2 separate regions of the Sus scrofa genome follow, and region 2 is linked to region 1. A link is a contact called in public HiChIP or PLAC-seq data. All regions are on one chromosome and are shown on one strand. The core of a region is the stretch at or near the end of the contact, and the rest is flanking DNA. Distances in the headings are between cores, read along the strand shown. Region 1 has its middle 220 kb from the start of NDUFS4. Region 2 overlaps ARL15 (ADP-ribosylation factor-like protein 15).

Evidence for each region. HiChIP or PLAC-seq counts read pairs in DNA pulled down with a chosen protein or histone mark.
Region 2: a contact with region 1 is called in an H3K27ac HiChIP or PLAC-seq map of skeletal muscle, with 14 times the contacts expected there. The contact joins two enhancer-like sites. A contact is called at or near these places in 1 of 47 Hi-C or Micro-C datasets (skeletal muscle) and 1 of 2 datasets of contacts at active chromatin or transcription factors (skeletal muscle).

What each region holds. Positions count from the first base shown.
Region 1 is chr16:33,085,670-33,093,528 of Sscrofa11.1, reverse strand. No RefSeq gene overlaps it. Among named protein-coding and RNA genes, the nearest start is that of NDUFS4, 220 kb to the right of the region's middle. Within about 2 kb of position 3,833, at least 7 of the 83 cell types and tissues checked have an H3K27ac peak or open chromatin away from gene starts, as enhancers often do. A contact at or near this core is called in skeletal muscle, where this site is marked.
Region 2 is chr16:33,450,871-33,458,729 of Sscrofa11.1, reverse strand. All of the region lies in intron 1 of ARL15 (ADP-ribosylation factor-like protein 15), which reads left to right. Among named protein-coding and RNA genes, the nearest start is that of ARL15, 120 kb to the left of the region's middle. Within about 2 kb of position 4,114, at least 6 of the 83 cell types and tissues checked have an H3K27ac peak or open chromatin away from gene starts, as enhancers often do. A contact at or near this core is called in skeletal muscle, where this site is marked.

The sequences.
Region 1 (7,859 bases), core at 2,584-5,083:
GGCCTTTACCAAGACACTTGGAGAGTTTTTGTAGCTTAAACTGATTTAATTTGAAACAAATGGATCCATGTGATTATCTCAACCACAAATACGTAACACAATGTGAAATATATTTAAAAGGCAAGAGGAAATTTAGTAATGGAATTTCAAATTGTTTGAAAGAAAGGGACTTTGAGGGGAAAGAAAGGAAGAAGTGAATTGGTGACGCAAGTTTGATTATTTTCAAATACCACAGCTGGACATGGATTTGTACAATAAGAGTCATGGTGTTGTAAAGGACACTAGCAAGAATCTGAGGGCTGGGATAAATGACAAGACATCAGACACCCAGGACACTGCAAAATATGTGCATTCTTAATTTACTTCATTTTCTATAGGAAAACTTACATACTCTATCAGGGAAATATCAGGGTAGAAATATAGTCTTTGTTGTGATCACTTTACTCATTTATCTAATATTTATTACAGGCTACTCACCCACTCGATTGCTATTCCAACACATGTGTCTTCCATATTGACCAATCCTATAGTAGCTATAACAACAGCAAATATTCATTTTGCTCTTAATATGTCCAGAACTTATGTTCTAAGCAGTATGCATTACCTCATTTAGTTCCTACAACAAGCAGATGGGGCCGGTACTATTAAAATCTTGCTCTTGCAGATTAGGAAGGAACAGAGAAGTTAAGTTGTCTAAGATGACACACAGAATATCATACGTCACCATTATATAATAATGCCCTCCTAAGCATACCAAACATCTGGTGACAAATGCCTTGTGGAATAAAAGAACTTCCAAGGACCAGATGTTTTTGAGTAAATATGCAGGACTATATATTTCAGAACTACAAAAATAAATGAGATTCTCAATAAAGTGTGACAGCAGGTTTTCAAAGAATTCATTTAGATGTGTGAATTTTAATACATCTGTTTAAAAACCAGCCACATTTCTGCATAGTCACATCCACTGTAATAGATTTATTAGTTTGAAATGTACAAAAGTGCCTACAGTTGGTTCTTTTTGACCTAAAAACATTGATAAATTTCAAAGGGTTCATTCTAATAGTTTTTTTTTTTCTTTTAATCTTTTTAGGGCCACACCTGCGACATATGGAAGTTCCCAGGCTAGGGGTAGAAACAGAGCTGTAGCCCCTAGCTTATACCACAGCCACAGCAACGCAGGATCCAAGCCGCGTCTGCGACCAACACTGCAGCTCATGGCAACACCAGATCCTTAACCCACTGAGCAAGGCCAGGAATGGAACCTGCATCCCCATGGATGCTAATTGGATTTGTTTCCGCTGAGCCATGACAGGAACTCCATAATACTTTTGACACTATTGAAAATCCCTCCTTAGGGATCTGAGCTGCTTGTTCATCCATCAGCAATAGATAATTAAGGGTTAACTGTGCCATACACTATGTCACATGGATCTTGCCCCCAAGTAATTCTCAGTTTTTAACAGGAGATGGACAAGTATACCAATAATTACAATTAAAATAATATTATATTGATACTGAAGTTCCGCATAAAATATCTGGTGCTATTGAGAGAAAGACATGCACTTGAGCCCAGAGAAGGTAGGGAGGGCCTCACACAGAAGAGGTATGATTGGGATGTGATGGAGCAATAGAGGTGTGCCACTACTGCTGAAAAGAACATTAAAAACAACCAATAGATTTAGCTTTCAAACATGAAGAATAACATTTCTTTAGAGTCACTGGATTTTTTGGGCGGGGACAGTATTTTGGATAGGCCTCACCTACCTGCTTTCAAATCTGGATGACATCTCTTCAAAACTCTATGTCTTGGGACAAGTTATTTCTTGTCTATGAGATGAAATATTAATACCCCCTGATAAAATTATTATAATCAATTGCATAGTGTATGCTAAAACATCAGCAAAATCGTACATGGCTAGTATTTAGCCAGTGGTGGCTATTTCTAAAGTTGTTGCTTAGTTTATTTCTTTGTAAACCAGTGCGACACTGGACCATCATCAGGGAGGTGTCAGCAATATTTTCCATGAAAGCCAGTGACCATGTGGTTGGGGGATGGGTGCAGGTATGGCATTGTGTGGGTGATATATGACCTTAGAGAGCTTCTGGCGTCTCATCAGACCATAGTGCAGTACAAAATTTTCCCAGAAGTCCTTAGTATCTGCTTGTCATCTTGCAAGTGTTTTTGTGAGCTTCAAGAGCAAACTTGTCAGCACACAAAAGTTCCCAGATGGCTTTTTCAAGGGCTTTTGATCTCTGATGTCTTTGATTTGAAAGTTCCCCAGAGATCTAAAAGCAGATTTCTTGTTGCATCCTTAAACATGGCTGTGCAAAATTGAGCAAATTATTGGCACAGTCAGCCTATCTTGTTTAACTACAGATGGACTCATGGCCGGAAAGCAATTTCACATCTAATACCATTGACTGAGCCATGATCCACTGGCCTCGGGCTCTGCAAACTTCTCAGAAGAGCCTTGGAAGTACTAGCCAGGTGTCCACCTGGCTAGCGGGAATTAAAGTTCTAACTGCAGAATCTTGACTGTGAAACGGCTGCCAGATTTTGTCCTGCTGCAGTTAACTGTCTTAATTTTCGAGGAGTTTTATTAGCTTCACCCACAAGCTGTAATAGATTTGAGATGGCAGTTTAAGAGCTGCAAATATTGAGGTCCTGGAACACAAGCCCACAGTAAAGTCATCCATGGTCAAACAAGGCGTAGTGCCACCTGCCTCTCTGGGCTGACTTCCTGCAGGGAAAAGAAGTTAAAGGAAGATATCCAAGCCTGCATGGTAGACCTTTAGCCATAGGAGGGAAAGGATCTGCGTCTTCAAACTTGGGGCACAACCCAGAGTAGGGCTTGGCTCTTAGAGACCCCATGGTCTATATAACATGAGTGTAGCCTCAATGCAGGCCATAAAATTCCTTATATTTGTTCATCTTGTCTCAGTATTTTGCAAACACTAGGCAAGCGTCATCGCTGACACTGAACAAAGGGTTAACTACAGATTTACTTTGTGTTTCAGTTGTTCCAAAGCCTCTTCCCCTTATGGCTGTGTTGTGATATAACCTTAGTGCCATCCAAAGCAATAAATAGCAGAGGAGTTGGGGTAAGTCCAATTATTTTCCACAGCATCTTTCGTTGTAAGTATGTCAGATTTTTAAAAATCAGACTCCATAAACCACATCATCACAGAGTCCTGTTGCTGTCTCTGGGGGTTTCAGAGTTCCAAATTCTTGCCTTTTTGGCCATTGCATTGATATGGCCCTGGGGACTGGTTAGAGTGACTAAAAACACTCCTGGCACTGGATCACCTTGTGGCCGAGGTGAAATGGGGATCTTGTTTTCAAGAGGTTGGAGGAGAAGCACTCAGGAGACAGGGCCCAATAGGGGGCAACTGGCTCTCTGGAGCTTAGGAGAGATTGACCCTTGACCTTCCCAATCTTCAGACCTTAGAAGCTCGTTGCCGGTCACACACATTCACATCCGGCTTGGCAGCCTGAACCCCCACGTCCTCGGAAATTCCTAGAAGTGTAAAGACAAAATCAGCCCCAGGATGTTGGCAGGATTCAACGTGTTACTAAAAATGGGCCTTGGTGGATGGAGACTGGAGCGTTTTAAGTGAAAAAAGAGAAGAAAATTTATGTAATTATCAGTGACTCCAGTGACTTCAGTTGTTCTGAAATGGTTCATTACCAAAGATTGAAATAGGGTCACAGGAACATTGCTTCCCAACGAGGGAGAAGGGTATCTCTCGGCAGCCCCTACTCCTCCCTCCCATCTCAGCCAAGAGTGTCACCTGGGAATTCCTCAGGAAACCATTCGTGGGGGTTTGGATTTACAAGCTCCGTAACTGTTCTCTGAATGCCACAACCCACATTCACAGAGATTCCCAGCTCCCTGCCTCCTAGCTGACTCTGGGTCCTTTCCCAAACACTAAATAATGGGACAGGGAGAGAAGACAGTTTCTCTTCCAAAGAGCAGAGGCGGAAGGCTGGAGCCTGTGTTCCCCAAGCCTGGGGCTAACTCCAGCCCCCTGGCTGATACCTACTCTGGGTCAGCGCAAAGGCTAAGGTCTGGATGGGGCTGGGAGGAGGGGGCGTCTTTCCGTGACAGCCTCCCTTATTCATGGCTGGTCTTCTCTCGGCCAAAAGTGTATTTCCTGGTACCTCTCTCGGGGTTGCAAAGGAGGAGCAGTTGGATCATTTGATTAGCTTTTTCCCAGAACAGGGACCCTCCCATCTCTGTTTACTTCCCTGTGAGTGAAGGAGGAGGCCCAAGAATGGGGCCTGCTGGGGCTGCTCTTGAAAGAGAAACAGCCCCAGAGCCAGCCTTGGTTTTGCTAAATGTATGAATTCTCCCACAGCAGGTAGACACCTGCCGACTTTTTCCACCCTTGTTACTCCCGGGGAAAACTACTTCTGGTGGTCCCATTGCAGCTCTTCCCACAGAAACTGTCCATGCTCCTCATGAACCACCTGTCTGGGGGAGCTTTTTATTCAATTGTGATAAACGTACACACACACACTAAAATACCACACAGCATGCAACTTACCACCTTAACCATTTTTAATTGTACTGTCCAATAGTGTTAACTATATTCACATTGTCTATATCGGCCCTCTAGGACATTTTCATCTTGCAAATTAAACTCTCCTCATTGAACAACTCTCCATTTCTTCTCCCGCCAGCCTCTAACAACTACCATTTTACTTCCTCTCAGTTTATTGACATTAGATACCTTACGTAAGTGGAAACATACAATATTTGTATTTTGGTGACTAGTTTATTTTACTTATTAGCATATCCTCAGGGTTTATCCATGTAGCGTGTGACAGGATTTCCTTTTTCAAAGCTTAATAATATTCCATTTGCTTACCCATTCAGCTGTCAGTGGATGTCTCGGTTGCTTCCACCTTTTGACAATTGTGAACAGGGCTGCAATGAACATGCATGTGCAAAGATCTCTTTGAGATCTTGCTTTCAATTCTTTCAGATGTATACCCAGAAGTCGGCTTGCCAAATCAAAGACTTTAGGCTCCTGCCCTTGGATACACTCTCTATATTCTACATCCCGCACCAGCCACCCATATCCATAAGCTGTAGAATGCTCTTTCCCCCAAAATCAATCCCGGTGGGCAAAGAACAAGCAGCAGGCTGGCCTTTGCCTCAGTCCCAAGTCAAAGAAGAATGTGGACTTTTCATTTTCAGTCTCTGATGCCCCACTGAGTTCTTGCCATCAACAGGCAGATGCAGGCCCTCAGCTCAACCACCTTCTACCCTCCTTGACCTTTCTGCCATCTCCAGCATGCCCAGCCATGAGGGCCAAGGTTCCTCTGCTCTCTGTCATTCTCCTGGGTCTGATCCCAGCTCCCAACCTCATGCCTATGCTAAAGCCAGGCTGGCTGTCTTCCCTGCAGGTGTGGTGGCTCATTAAGCACAACTTGGTCACCTCTGCTAGATAGGCTGGCAGTGGAAGAGGGACAGTGGTTTGGCAAAACAGCTCTGATCTTCTGCAAGGGGAGCATCTCCTTCATGCTGCAGAAGAGGAAGGAAGACCTGCAGGAAGACTGTAGGCCTCTTCCTTTAGCTAGCCCTAACACACACAGGCACACGCACACATGCACACACACACGCACAGAGGCACCAAGTGTTCTTGCCCATTCCAGCCTATAGTTTCCCTTCCAATCATTCTTGTTCTATTTCCAGCTTCTGATTGGAAAATTCTGGCTCCAAAAAGGAAGTAAAAGGTAACATTCCTTATATGTGATTACTAAAAAAGTGTTCCAAATTTTTGTCACTCTCTTTTGTATTCACCTTATTTATCAAGGTCACTATAGACTTTATATGTAAGCAGAGAAAAATTCAAAACAATAAGAAACCCCCCAAAATAACTCCTCTACCAGTTTACATTGGAGCAAAGAAATTACTTCTTTGGTTTTATATTGCTCTCTCTAGACTTTCTTAAAATGCAAATATGCCTAATAGGAGTAACAAATTGTCACTAACACTTTACTGTAATTTAGTTTGTCAGATGGCTTTCCTCAGGGAATTGAGGGAGGCAGGAATGAGAGAAAAACACAGAAATCAGAGTTGGGGAAACATCAAAAAATTTCATTTATTTCTCGATTTTTCCTAGTATCAGCTCCGAATCTGCTTCGGCCAGAATGTTACAAATCTTTGTGTTTTAGCACTTGTCCACCTTTGGAAAAAACTGAGTGGGCAAATTAGCCAGATCATTTTTAACATCTCAGTTTTACACACTGGTACCATGTTATGAAATATTGTATGGGAAGGAGGCATCCCCAAATGTTTTTCTGTTTGTCCCATGTCCTAATTAAGTCCATGTGGATCCCATGTGACTTCAGAGTACAGGACCATCTTTCCATTATTGTTTTGTTTTGTATTTTCCTTTAATGTGCTGCTTCAATTAGAGAAGGAACAAATCAATATTTGGATTTGGAGATAAGGTGCTGAGAGGGAATTGTTTGGGCCATAAACTGTTGAGGGACTACATGAGCTCTTAAGTCATCAAAAAGAAATTTCCTGGTATTAGTTAAGACCCTTTTGGATGAAAGAAGCAGAAATCAATTTGAGCTAGCTGAAGCAAATGTGGGGGTGGTGGCGTAAGGATAAGGGGTATCTCATGGAACCCGTGGGCAGCAACATAGCCCAACCTGAGGAACTGAGGCCTGAGAAGCTTGTCAGCCGCCCAGCAACAAGCCCTGCCTCTCATGTCTGCTGCCTTCTGAACATCTGCTTCTCCTTTTCTCTCTCACAGAACAGTTTCCTCCAGTTCTATGGCCACATGGTAATATGACTGCCTCAAGTCTCCCGATTGCCATGTTATCTTCCCAACCATATACGGACTAATTAGCTATTAATTGGCCCCAGTTCTAGAGAAGGAGAACCTAACTGGTCCAACTTGAATCAGGGTCTCCAGTGACTTAAAGAACCTCAGACAAAGGGACAGGGTTATGCACAATAAATGCAGTTGCTGGGTCTCCCCCCAGCATGAGGAAGCTTTCTTGGCTCAGGAGCTGGGTACATATCCTGAGCAGTCAGTCCCTGTTCAGGAAAAAAAAGAAAAGAAAAGAAAAGAAAGAGCTATTTAGAGTTTTCTGGTTTCCCTGCTTATAATCTGAAGGTTCTCAGGTCTCATCAGCTATGGACACACACATTGGAGTCGTTTCACAGAAACAAAATAGTACAAGACCTCAAATTTGCACAAGTGCCACCGAGAGTTTTCCCAAGTATCCATCTGAGCTCATGAAGGGTCCATTCCAGCTGGCACCTCCACCCCTCCCCAGGTGCCTCAGTTCTCCACCAGGCACTATGGTCTCTGCCGCTGTGTGCACACACACCAGACTAGACCAGCACTAGAGTGCTCATACATTTCTAGCTTATGGCAATTGCCCTGGTGTCACTGTGAATAGCACTCCCTTTCATTCTCAGAAGTATCTTGGTTTGTACGACAAATTTTATGTCCTATTTATCCCTAATGCACAAGTTTCACAAAGCTCCAAGGCAAGGAGGATTTGTGAATCCTCTGTTTGAGAAGCTTCCAGAGTGTGGTTTTTGCCCCCAACATTTTATAGAGTGGTAGAGAAATCCAATTTGATCTCACTTAATCAAACAATAAACACCTGCTGACATAACCAAACTAGAGCAGGGGGTAGAGTTTGCTGCAGCAGCCACTACATTCAGAACCTCAAACACTAGAGAAATCATTCCTTCTCGGGCCATTTCTTGTCTCTACTTCTTTTGATGTGTTAACTTTATTCCCTCAGATTTGTCCCCATGAGGTTGGAAACTTGGATACTACCATCGGCTCGGACTTACATTCTCCAAACTTCATGACCA
Region 2 (7,859 bases), core at 2,865-5,364, 360 kb before region 1:
TTTTTCCTTCTTTCATCCATAGCAAAGGCAAACAAAATGTCAGAGAGGGGAAGATAAAGAAATCAGGCTCATATGCTGGGTCCATTTCTAAGCCATTTTTGACCTTTAGAGTAAAACTCTTTTCCACATCTGCTGACCACAAATGTCTACATATGGTAACAGGTAACCTGCTTTACTACCATATAATCTGCAAGACATAAATAACGAGGCATTGTAATTATATGGCAGTTACCATACAGTTGAAGTAGTTACATGGTTATTAGTACCCCATAAAAAAAGGTGATAGTGTTTTTGTTTTTATAATCTATTGTAGGAATTTCTTTTTTTTTTCATACTTGTAAGATCATAAATAATTTTTGGTATGTTCTGACGTTCAGTGAAGGCACTCAAAGAAAGGTGGTTATTCCTCCAGCGTACTTGGTAAGTTACCCTTGTCCTAAAGAATTGTTACATATGGGAGGATTCATTTTGTGTTAGGTTCTTGATTTTGCTTAGATGGTCATGCATAGTTTTGAAAAAAACATCGATATGGAGGAGTGGATTGTTGGCCATAATGTTTCTAACGCAATTTTTGGAAATTTTTAAAAATCACATTATGAACTAGTAGTAGTTACCACTAGCATTCTTGTTTCTTTTTTTCCTCCTTTCCTTTCCTCTTTTTCCCTTTCCTTTGATTTTCTCCCTCACTCACCCTCCTCCCTGTTTCCCTTTCTCTTGCTCTCTTTTCTTTTCTCTTCTTTCTCTTTCACTTCTTTGTCTTTCTCTCTCCCTCTGTCTTAACTGCTGCCCTTTTGTCACATATAATTAATTAGTGTGATATAGACTGTATTGGTTTAAAACGAAACCAAGACTTAGGAAAAGTCCCCAGATAGCTTGTATTTCATTAATATGTAATTTTAAAAATTAGATTTCTCTTCCTCTGTCGTGATTGTCGTGGTTCTTGGTTCCATTTTTTTAAACAGGAAAGTTTTAAGGCTTCCTGGTTCAACTCGTATTGTTTGCAGCACACCTCACTGCCCCTATCAAAGAGAAGCATTGAATTTGAGATTTGATGCATTTTAGTCTTCTTTCCCTCCTTCCACTCTGATCCTCTATATGTGGCTTCTTTGCAAAACAGTTTTGTGCAAGCAGACATGACTTAACTCTATTCCCTACATAGAGAACTATTCAACTTTACTTTTATGTGTTTTGAATACTGCCTCATCGGAGACTGTGACAGCAATAAAGTATGCATGGCCAACCTTATTTTAATAGCGCAAGAGAGCTGCTTTTAATTAATAAGTGGATCTCTTTATGTCTGGGGTTTTCGGTTTATTTTGTGGTTCTTTGGAGTTCTGCAATTATGTGGTCTAAAAGGGCTATGTTAGTGGAGACTAAATCCTTTTAAAAATCAATCATTTACATGTTTTGTGTCTGTAATCTGTGTTTTCAGATTAGTTTTTAAGAAAAGGAAAAAAAAAAAAAAACCAGGAGTAGCAGTTTTTCTCTAGAATGTTAAAATCTATAGCCCATAATTGTATATATTTTAGTAGTCATTAATGGAATGCAACATCGTTGTACACGGATAGAAGACTAACCATGTTCTTGAGTTACATCGATACGGGTCCAAGTTGCTTTAAAAAAATCCTCTTGTAGTGTATTTCCCCACTTGACATCTACTTTTAAACTACAGAAAATTGGTAGAGCTTTGCATAAAGCACCTACTTATCTATTTGAGCACTATAAAAGATGTACAAAGCCCTTCCATGTTGACAATGGCTGTAGCCTTATCTGATATGCATGGGTTTTGATTTGGGTTGTCCACTCTAGGATTATCAGCATGCACCACGAAGTGTACACCGTGTTCCCTCCCAGAGGGGTTTTAATGGTACAGCAGGAATCCAGAGCCAGACTTGGACCTATAGTGACCCCAAACAAAGTGATTGATTCCACAGTAGTAACATGGAATGCTTTTATGATTGACATCCGAATGCCGACAGCCAGGCTTGCTTGTGCTGGTTTGTGATCTGCTTTCTTTAGAAGATACATTCTATCTCCTTCTGCATAAGGGATAAACGGGTGGGAGTGGGCAATATTTTGTGGCACCGAAAAGAATTGTCTGTCAGAGTATGAACATGTTCTTGGCTGAGTATTTGTTACTAAGTTAGTTTGGAGGTCATTGTGTTTTAAAATTTCAAGAATTAGCCAAAGAATTACAGCTCTTTTATACATTGAAAGGGAAAAAGGAAAGATGTTATCTTTGTAAAGTCGGAGGTAAAACTGTGAGCCCTCTGACTTCAGATTTCTTTTTGGTTCCCTGTGTCTAAAGAAGGCTTCCTTAGGTCAGCTGTAACGGGCGCCTGCTCTGGGGCATATGGGCGCTCCATAGGCACTATTATACAGTTGACAATAGATGGCAGTACTGTTCCACTGCAACACTTAAAAATCACATCAAATACTGCCCAGTGTTGCATCCCCAGTCTAACTTTTGAAAATGCTTGATTAGCTACATTAAGCAATGTTTGGGTGGTTTTTTTTTCCCCCCTTTTAAACTTACAGAATTATAGCCACAGCCTGAAAGAGAGCCGTTACTGGTAGACAACACGATGATCAGTTGTAAATAGTCTAACATGGGGAATGACATACAGATTTTAACTGTATTTGTAAAAACAGTCTATATAAATGTATAAAATGGTTAACGAGTGATTATAATTTCTCACTTACTTTGTTCACAGTTCTTTTTCTCCTGAATTTTATCTAGGATAACATCTGATAATTATGGTGGATCATCTGAGATGTGCATGTGTGTACATGGTATTTCTTTTTTATTTCTATGGGTCTACACATATGCCTTGCAAATGAAATGCTTTTGAATCCTGTTAAGGTATCTTGGTGTATATTAACTAACTCATAGACCAAAATAGCTAATGTCTTGACAGTTTTTTATTTATTGGGAAGTTCAGGGAATAAGGCTTTCTTTGGGGAAGGGTGGGTTATCGTCTCATTTAAGGTTTTTTGCAGATCCCTCAGGGGAAACATGCAGTGCAGAAAACTAAGCTGCTGTTCCATTTTTCTTTGTGTTCCAGATTACATTTTAATAATTTTTCTACTTCAGGTTGAATAGAAAATAACAATATATAGTTATATAAATGGAGACTTGCACAGCTGATTAGCCATTATTATATTTCCTGAATTTTTAAAATTTTAAGAGATTTTTAGGAAAGAACTCATACTGTGGTAGATTTTCTTTTTAAGAAGCAAAAGCATTATGTTACTAATACTCCAGTTGAGAAGAAGATAAATATATTTTGTTTCGTGAATTACTTTGGGAGAAGTCTTCATTTCAAACCAAACTAAATTTTAAGAAAATGAGGGCTTAGCTGTTTATCTTGCATTTTCTCTCACTCTTTGTCTCTTTAACTGAATTTGTATCTAGAATTATGAAACGAATGATTATAGACTAGTCTGGCTTGGGTATTTTTGTTTTTTGTTTGTTTGGCTTCAAGACATTAAAAAAACTGGAATGTGATGTTTTATTCTCTATTACCGTTAAAGGCTTTAGCAGGTAGAGTAGAAAGAAAACATCTGCATGCTGCTGAGTCTCAGTGTTCTGTTTCCCTTCTCATTTTCTGCTTAGTTTATGTGGCTATACCAGTGGTCTTAACGACCACATAAACGGGAAATTTGCCCCATGAGCCACAACCTGTGATAGCCGGAGCGCCTAGTGATGGTATGTAATTCCTGCCAGGTTTTGTTAGGATCTTTTTAAGCCCATGGCACGATGAGTAGATTTTAAAGATTCATTTACGGGGTGTGCGTGTGTGTGTGTGTACACACACACAACATACATACACACACGATGTAGAAACAACTACCATAACTGCTGTAAAATAAAACATGTTGGTTGGAAATTGTGTGTAGCTTCTGCTAAAGTATGTGAACATTGGAGACATAACATATTTAGCGTCTCCCGGCAAACAGATGAAGGTAGTAATAACAGATTCATAAGATGGTTTTAGTCACGTTCTTCCATCAGACACGAGCCAGCCGAGAAGCAAATAAATCAGTTGCTCGTAGGAGTACACAGTGGAGTGAAACTCCGGGTGGAGGCAGTTTCCCATCTCCCAGGGAAATTTGGCTCACAGGGTGGCGGGGATTAAGCAGTGCCGGGATGGTTTGCAACTGAAGCGGTGCTGTTGAGTGATACATTTTGATAGAGTAGCTTAAAGTTTTGAAGGGGTAACATATTGAGGGAAAATTTCCTGTGGAAGAGAATTCAGGAAGACCAGACCCAGCTCATTTCTGCCTTGTTAATTACCTCGAGAGGCATCCCCCTCCACTTGCGATGGAGATTTTTCAAGCCCCGTTTCTCTCCAGCCAGCTATAGGATAAGAGTGGACAAAAAAGTTGGCTTTGTTTCTATTTTATGCACAGCCAGACTTGCTCTTATGTTTGTAATATTTAAAGGAGTTCAATAGGAGGCCCTTGATTCTTTGATCTAATGCCACAGTGCTGTTTAACGAGAAAGGTTTTTAATATTGTGTGCGATATTGAAAATTTCTGCCAGCTCAGACTAATAAATATAATGTGAGATTTACACCTTGGATCCCTTCTTTTATTTCTCGTCCTGAATCTGCTCTGCCCACCCGCCTCCCCGGCTGAAACAGGTAATTACAAAGGTCCTCAGATCAATTTTTGTAAAGGGGCACCCTGACGGGTACCATGACTGAAGTGTGACATGAGCCTTTTCCAATACAATGGGTGGCCTAACATTCCTCTGGACGCCCAAGCTCATTAAATATTCGGTTCCTTTTTTCCCCCCCTCTCCCCCCGCCATGCACTTAGCTTGAGTCGCACTAAGTCTGGGGTTTCTTCATTGAAGACTTAGGAAAATTGCTTCGAGTTCTCAGATTGAATTTTTTATGTGTATGACTTCATGATAGCATTAGCATGTGCTTTGATCCATGTGTGAATGGCGCTGGGTCGGCGCTTATTGCCATATCCAGATGGTGTTACAGGGAACAAACAGTTGTGTTTTAGGATTTCTCAATAGACTGTCTAGACTGGCCGTGCAGCAGACAGATACAGCCACCCATCAAATTAGCGTTTGTCAGATTTATGGTAATGGTTCACCAAAGCCTTCCTGTCATTGACATTAAGATTTACGCCTCCAAAGTTATTTTGTCTTCCACAGAATATAGCTTGTGATTGCTCGGATTTAAAAAAAAAAAAAAAAAAAAAAGTTTAAGACAGAAAAGTCTTGCTGAATGTGAGCTGTTTCTGAATGAGGAGGAAAATATAAAAGGAATTCAACAGTGTCTGCAGCTCAGGGGCTGTATTGATTAGGGAAAGGCACCCTCCCCACCCCCACCCCTCCCCACCCTCAAGTGATAAGAAGGATGTTCTGTTCAGGTTGGTGTCTCCCATTTGCCCTTGTTGGAAAGAAAAACATGTATGTGGGTGACTCTAGCCAGATTTTGCCCTTTCATGTTGTTACTCTGCAGTAACGTGATCTGCTGTCCCAACGCGGTGGGAATAACCTTTTGACAGGCAGTATGTCCATTCTTGGTGGAAATGTTTTCCCAAGTCTGGTCAGGCTGCCTTTGATCCTACCTCCTTCCAATGTGGGGTCACAGCTACTATGCTATGCTAGAGTCACCGGTTCCTGCGTGGAAAGTGAGAGACATGAGGGTTTAGAATAAATAAATAAATATGACCCAAACCCTCTGAAAGTCTCAATCACTGATGTTAGGGAGCTGGAAGGACGGAAATGCCCACATGGAGCGTGCGGGACATTTCAGGTTAAGCTTCGTGTGTGTCTTTTTGCATAAACGGGTTAAGCGATGGCTTTTGCACATTTTCATCCGAAGCCCTGAGAGTAGTGAGGGCTGATCCCATCCCAGACATGCCAAGGCATGTCTGAAAATGTGTTTTCTTATTGTATGTTGGTGTAAATGACAAATGGTGAAGAGTCTGGGGGTTGATTAAAACGCCGAGACGGCCATGGCAGACAATATATAGGGAAGAAGGCTTTGCAGAGGTGAAAAGCTCCAGCATTTTTCAAAGGAAGTTCTTTCATCTGTCTGAGAATGGGCATTTGGGGAAACCCCTGCTAACCCCTTTGGTATGTCAGGATTGAGAACTGCTGCCTGTTCTATTACAGGACAGAATCCTCACAGAATTCTCACTTGCAGGCTATCTCTTATCTACTCTGGTGGCAGGCGAGATGTGATACCCATTACGGAATAGAGCATTCCTATTAAGTCAGTACTGGACTGAAGGCTTCCTGCTAACCTCCAGTAGCCCTGCATCTCTGTGGTGGTAGTTTTCCCCTCCCTCCCTTCTTCGCTCCTCTACCTCCTTGGTTCTTGCCACATAGTAATGACTTGATAGAGTCGGTGGGGCTCTTGGTAAAGCATTTTTGCTCATATATGTGTTTAAATTTAGTGATGTGTATTTTATCCGTTTTAACAAAAATGATATAATTAGCACCCAAATAAATTACACAGCAACAGATGCCATGCTCTGCAGAACCGTAAAGTAATGGCATTTTCAGTTTTGCCCATTTACACGTCTTTAAATTGCCGAATTAAATGCCCCCAATAAAAATCTTTTTCTATATTACTTTGAGTATTTGAGCATTCACTTAGTTTGTATTGTATTTTTTAAAATGAATTATGACCAATTTATTAAAATAATCTCCATTATATGCATATGAAACTAGAAGATTCTCCCTCAAAATATTGGGAACACTCTTGCTATACAGAATTTTCCTCCAGAACTTCCTCTCAGTCTGCTTGTCCTTCTCCCTACCTGCCTTTCTTTTTTCTTCCATGTTTGACTCAAACAGCTAAAAGGATTCCTTTTGCAAAGCGTATTTCTTAGGAACCTCAGTGATTTTTTAACTTGTTCATTAATTTCCAAATCCTTGTTAAGGGTGATCATTTGAGCAGTGTTTCTAGTGAATTTAATTACCACCATCTCACCTTCAGCAATGCTTAATTGGAGCCGTGGCGATGGAAGGGTTACTAAGGGTTTCCCAAGTTAGTAGTCTAGCTAGAACAGTTACCATTTTTGACTTGAGAACTATTTTAAGGTGGTTGTAAGAAACAGTATAATTTTTACAAGACACATTTATAGTGTTTTAAAAAAGTTAACTACCCTTCTTACACGTGTGTGTTTTCTTGGAAATTGGAAGGGTTGAATGGAATGCCAGTCTTTCAGCAATGTGTGAAAGTTATTTGAATAAAATTCTTTTTCTTTAGTTTAAGACTCGACTCTCTGTGGGACTCCTCCACATTTGTGATTTGGGCTTTACTATTTTCAGAATGAAATTTTGACTGTATACTTAAATGCTGAATTTGCTTGATCAGAAAACATATTTAAAGGAATCTGAGGTTGTTAGAGCCTGAGGGTATTATGCCTTAGCAAGCCTCCTCTTGAACAACCTCATTTTTCCAGTTGTAGATCAGAGGCATGGGTAGCTTAAATGTTTTTGCTCAGGACAAAGCCTGGCTGCCATTCAGGTTTCTTGCTCCTTACTTCCCCATTAAATTGCTACTTTCAGGGAGCTAGAGGTAGACTCACTTTTTCCTGGTTATCTTACATACCCCCACCCCCAATCAGCCATGCTTTATCTTTTTCAATCTGTTTGACAATTAGTGCACAGCTGAAAGAGTGCATTCCATTTCTCTGAATTCTGATAGGAAAAAAAAAAAAGTCTATAGCTACAGGTAGTGATAACTATATACCCCCTAGTTGCTGGTTATGCATTCTTTCCAAAAGAACCCTAGTTTTGGTTAAGGAAGCAATGTGTCTAGGCCTAGCCAGTAAATTGTGATTTGCCTAAGATGCTTATGACTCTGGTGTTGTGTCTGCAT